Regions from separate parts of the Pan troglodytes genome. Here region 1 is linked to region 2. Evidence: chromatin contacts called from public Hi-C data. All regions are on one chromosome and are shown on one strand. The core of a region is the stretch at or near the end of the contact, and the rest is flanking DNA. Distances in the headings are between cores, read along the strand shown.

What was found. A called contact is a pair of places that touch in the nucleus more often than the background predicts.
Region 1: a Hi-C map of stem cell-derived neural progenitor cells shows a contact between it and region 2, with 3 times the contacts expected there. The contact joins two enhancer-like sites. A contact is called at or near these places in 1 of 7 Hi-C or Micro-C datasets (stem cell-derived neural progenitor cells) and 1 of 1 datasets of contacts at active chromatin or transcription factors (stem cell-derived excitatory neurons).

What each region holds. Positions count from the first base shown.
Region 1 is chr13:52,360,963-52,363,816 of NHGRI_mPanTro3-v2.0_pri, reverse strand. No RefSeq gene overlaps it. Among named protein-coding and RNA genes, the nearest start is that of RND3, 160 kb to the left of the region's middle. Within about 2 kb of position 1,261, at least 10 of the 24 cell types and tissues checked have an H3K27ac peak or open chromatin away from gene starts, as enhancers often do. A contact at or near this core is called in stem cell-derived neural progenitor cells, where this site is marked.
Region 2 is chr13:51,634,426-51,637,309 of NHGRI_mPanTro3-v2.0_pri, reverse strand. No RefSeq gene overlaps it. Among named protein-coding and RNA genes, the nearest start is that of MMADHC, 10 kb to the right of the region's middle. Within about 2 kb of position 1,564, at least 5 of the 24 cell types and tissues checked have an H3K27ac peak or open chromatin away from gene starts, as enhancers often do. A contact at or near this core is called in stem cell-derived neural progenitor cells, where this site is marked.

The DNA of each region.
Region 1 (2,854 bases), core at 12-2,511, 730 kb before region 2:
ACTTCAAGGAGTTATTCTATTTCCTTCTGTTCCCATTTACTCAGAATGTGTCCACATGATGCCTCGCTCATAATGAGCTCAAACAAAAAATCTGCTGAACATTTCAATGTTTGACCAACTTTGTAATAAATTGACTGAATGTTTGGTGTTTATAGGCACAGACTACTTAAACGAACCAAACTATTTTGAGATGTTCACAAAGAAAGCTTTCAAGAGACCACTGACATTCTCTGACTAAAAGCAAATTACCTGCAGTTGTCACGCTGGAAAAATAATTCTGTTTAATAAAAAATTAAAAATAAAAGTATCGTGTATGCTTGTGTGTATTTCTTACTCCCATCATATAAAATACATGCAATTATTCTATTTTATCATATATATTTCTGTCGAGACTATATTACCTACAAAAGATAAAGACTTTCATTGAAGTGGGAATTTGAAATTGCCTAATGTTGTGATGCATTCAAAGGAATCTAATCAGATCTTAAATAGGTGTAAACACAATAATTATGTCTAATCATGGTCTTTTTTATTCTTCAAAAGACTAGTAATACACAGCCACTAAAAATGATAATGCAGTCCTACGTACTGACTTAAATGTACATCCGCACATGTTGTCAAGCGACAAGAATATATATGAAAACATTTTATTTGTGTAAATTTGCATGAGCATATGCAGATGAACTGATTTACTACAAAATGTTAATGGTACTTATCTCTAAATGGCAGTACCTTTCTTCTTATAATTATCTGCATTAGATATCTTAAAATATTTTTTTGCAACAAATGTGTATAATTTGAAAATTGGGGAAAGTATTTTCAGTTTAAAAATAAGGGAGCAAAACCTAATCATTCACTCAGGCATAGTAAGATAAAGTTACCACATATGTAAAAGGTGGTCTGAAAGGATAATGCATAGTGCCATGCCCAAAACTATCTTCTTAACCTGTACAATATTAAGCTACTAAAGAGTTCAGTGAAGAAAAAAATAAATGCATTGCAGTCAAAAGACATAAATGAGGAACAAAACAATGGAGGAAACTAATAAATTAATACATCTGCGGTGCTGGCAGGATTTTTGTGCAGTGACATTTGTGAACGTCCTGTGTAAATGCCAAGCCTGTAAGGTGGGGCTGTCATGCATCACTTTTATAAGTGAAGACCATCTCCTGATTATCAGCTCTTTGCCTCCAGCACAGCCTGTACTTCTCGTGCAAATGCAAACACAGACACAGCCCAAGGCTGCTGGGTCCTAAACTCTTACGGACCAATAAATTCTGCAGTCTTTAGCCAAAGCAGACCGACAGTACATTGGCGAAAGGGAAGGCACAGTTTAAAAGCATGTGCATGTGCCAGCATTTACAGGGATTTAAAAGAGACATTTGTAGAGAGCAAAATACCATTTTTTACCCAGTTTTGTTGGGCCTTAATTAAAGAGGCCTTTCCCCCGTTTTCTGCCATTTGGGCTGTGGGATTGCAGCCTCTCCTGGCTCAAAGAACTATTTCATTGGTCCGCAGGCTAATTAGGAAGGACTCACACTGCTCGCCAGCCTCCTGAAAGGCCAGAACAAAGGCTGCTGCTGGTAGATTGCAGTTCTGCCTCAATTGCAGAGGCTCACGAGTAAAAGAAAAAGAAAAGCTTTTGAATAGAAAAGCCTTTTGATGCCGTGAAAGAAATTAAGAACTAAAACAGAGGCCTAGGCGCTGCTGCACAGAGCCCTCCATACAGGCTGATTGTGCTTAGGAACAAGGTCAACAAAGCCCCATCTGATACTGAACACCTCACATTAAAGAGGCATCTATTTAGCTGCTGTGTCTTGGGCTCTCCTGCTACGAAGTACTTTCCCAATCAGGCCGTCTGGTGCCGTGATAAACACAGATAAATATGAGCAGCATCATGCTTTCATCTGAACAATTAATGCATGATTTCCTAGTTGATTGTTTGCAAATACACTATAAACAACTGTGTTTTCTTTTTTTTAACCAAACAAAAATAAAGCTGTGAAGAAAAAAACTTTACCACCATCACATTAGCATCTTATTGTCTTACCAAAATTTTACTGAATTTCTCTTCATATTTTAAAATAATTGTAGTTTATCCAAATAATGTGAAAAACACACACATCTTTTTCTTCACAGAAGAATGGAAATCTTAAGTGCCAATGCATTTTCTAACAGCCTAAATCAGTTAATGACAAGTAACTGAAGCTGAAATGCCCATTTGTTCTGAATCTTGCAGTCTTTGCTCCTTGCTACATAGGCTTTCAAAGGGAAGTCTCTTTTCTAATTTTATGACTTTGAAAATTAAGCATCTTTTTCAGAGCTTCACCTCCAAATAGTAACTATCCTTTATTGAGGCTTTATGCCAACTACCATACTTAGCACTCTACATGTATTATCTCCATTAACCCTCAAAAATCAATGACATAGCCGGGTGCCTGGTGTCTCACGCCTGTAATCCCAGCACTTTGGGAGGCCGAGGTGGGTGCATCGCTTGAGGCCAGGAGTTTGAGACCAGCCTGGCCAACATGGTGAAACCCATCTCTACCAACAAATAAAAAAAAAATTAGCCAGGCATAGTGGTGCATGCCTGTAATTCCAGTTACTTGGGAGGCTGAGGTAGGAGAGTCGCTTAAACCCGGGAGGTGGAGGTTGCAGTGAGCTGAGATTCCGCCACTGCACTCCAGCCTGGGTGACAGAGCAAGACTCCATCTCAAAAAACAAACAAACAAACAAACAAACAAACTAATGACATAAGCACTATTGTTATCTGCAGTTTACAAATGTGGAAACTGAGGCTCTGAGAGGCTAAACATAAGAAGAAGGACACAACTATTAAGGAGTAAGGCCAGAA
Region 2 (2,884 bases), core at 315-2,814:
CTCCCAGGTTTTTGGCCTTGGACTGAGACTTATGTTATTGGCTTCCTTGGTTCTTAAGCCTTCACACTTTGCAGTGAGCCATGCTACCAGTTGCCCTGGTTCTCTAGCTTGCAGACGCCTATCATGGGACTTCTCAGCCTCCATAATCAACTGAGCTAATTCATATATCTTATCAGTTCTGCCTCTCTGGAGAACCATGACTAAAACACCTATTGATTACTTATAATATGCCAGAAATGTTCTAAGTAATTTATACATATTGTCATTTAATTATCATAGTTCCAAATAGATGGGCACTATTATTAAACCCATTCTACAGATGTAGTCCTAAGGCACTTGCCCAATGTAGATGTACGATGCTTTAGGAGTTCAGAAACAGGAGAAGGAGAAATTCAGGACCAGGAGGAACAATAAGGACTGTATTAGCCTAGAGAAGTTGTCATGGAAGGTATAAGACTTGAGCTAGCTCTTGCAAAGGTATATGCTAATGACTACCAGAATTGTCACACCAAATGTCACAATCTAATATTATCAAAGATCTAGTACTTCAGCAGAGTAATTTAAATCAATTCCTCAGATCTCTCAACATTTATTAAATACCTATTATGTTTTAGCCTCCGCAATCAAAGAGATAAACAAAAAATGGCTATCTATTGAAAATGTATATATGATACTCAGCATATTACTAGATGTCACTGGGGTACAGCCCCCACTTTTGAAAAGCTTGTAATCTAGTTGGTCGTGTGTGTGTGTGTGCATGTGTGTGTATATGTACACGTGTGCAAACTATTTAAAAAGCAACTGAGACTAGGTTATAATCATGAGCTACACTGAGCAATGCTCTATGATTCAGGAAAGCAGATTTCTGTGAATTACCCAGATAGCTTCACGGAGGAGATGGCTTGGAGCTGAATATTGAAAAAGCAGCCACATTTATATAAGTAAAGGAAGCAGGAAGAATTTACCAGCTGGTGATAACAAGATGAGAAGGACTTAGGTAGGGATAAGCATAGTTGGTGTGACTAAGAGTGAATAATATTAAAAGATAGCTGAAAATAAAGTCACACATGTAAAGGGGGCAAGAGGGACACAAATTGGACATTAAAATTAACTCAAATCCCAGATTGTTGTTGAGAATATAGGCTTGATAATTTTCATCCTCAAATGCTAACTAAATCTTTCTGTTTTACTTATGCAGGAGAAAGGGCAGAAATATAAGACAGAGTGCAGAGAATACTAAAAATAATAGAAAAAAATAAGGTTGCAAAGACCATCTGATATGTAATTTCCTTGGAATTCAGAAATATCAATAAAATTTAAAACAGAGAATGTTACCTGATCCAAGATTTTATTTTTAAGCCCAAATCTTCTGTAAGCAATTAACAAACAGGCATCACTGATCCCACTAAACATCATCAAACCATATAGAAAATGCGAACTTTATATCAAAGAGCAGCATGAATACTGACATCCCCATGGGCTGGTGACGTGCCTGCACTGCTCAAATGACAGGGCACTGGGCCTTCCATGCGTCCAGGGGATATTCCCACTGTAATGTGTCAGCAGATTTGCAAATGTTCTCGGTGACAGCAGCACACAGTCCAGGAATATATCCTTACCCCTGTGCTCAGCTCAGATCGCCTCAGTGCAACGTCGCTCTGCCCTGCGGGGTCCCTCTAATGGCCCCAACTGCCAATGAAACACCTTCATCATCTCTGTATCTAAAATTGGACGAAGGTATCAAGTTTGGCTGCCTGATGAGACTAATTAAGTACTTTGCAGAGATGTGAAGAAGTAATCAGTCCTAGCCAGTGAGAAAAGAAAAAGAAAATATGAAGGAAACCCCCAGAGGTGACTCTGACACAGTTCCTGTCTCTATTGATGATTCATAAGATCACAGCTGAAAGAACCTCTACCATAAATCCAGGACCTGTGTTAACAGCAGGAAACGAAACATCATCTCCCAACTCTTCCCCCACTAATTCAGCACATCAACCCCGCATCCTAAAATCGTTACATTGCTGTATACTGACACCTAGTGTCCAGAGTTAGGTGAGCCCAAAGGCAACATTTTTTTCGGTCAAACTGTGGGACATGGCTCTCTCCCGCATCAGGTTTCCTGGTGTGATTCCTCACTCTGCTTCAGGGCATCCACGTGAAAGTGTCATTAAGAATTTACTTTAGTACAGTTAAACTCCCATTTTGTGGCCTACCCTCCTCAAGTACTTTGAAACTGCAAAGTGTTCCCCAGGACGACCCTTCTTTCTACTGAGCACACAGCAAACTCCCACCTTTCCTTCTTCCTCCTCTCCTTCAGTATCAGGATGTGGTCTTTCTTTATACAAAGTCTATATATTTTAATAGCATTATTTGCTATATCAAATATAATTGGAAAGAGAAAGCTGTACCAAAAATGCCTCAGAATTGTTCATAATAGCAACATGTAAGTGGCTTTCGAATTATTTCATTTTGGAGAGTCACCTCTTCCCTCCTTCTACTCCCACAACCACGCAGTGAGACAGAGAAAGAGATGTTAATGAATAATCAAAAGTCAACAGAATAACAGCACATAAAAAAATCAAAAATAATCCCAAGGAGTAAGTACTTAAGTGACTCTATTTTATTCTAAGCAATCTTTAGAGATAAGCCGGAGCCGTTTCTAGACAGGAAGTGTAAAAATTTTTGAAGATGTGAGCTTTCAGATAGCAATAATTTCTCTTAAGACCATTTTTAGATCTACATTACTGTCTTTGAGTCAGACTTTTTCCATACAGGCAAAATAGAAGATGTAAGCAATTAGATGAGATTGGTGAGTAGAAGATGCATGGATGTAGATAGCATTTGGTCTTGGAGTTAGATTTTCCAGTTTGCTGTGCAATACATG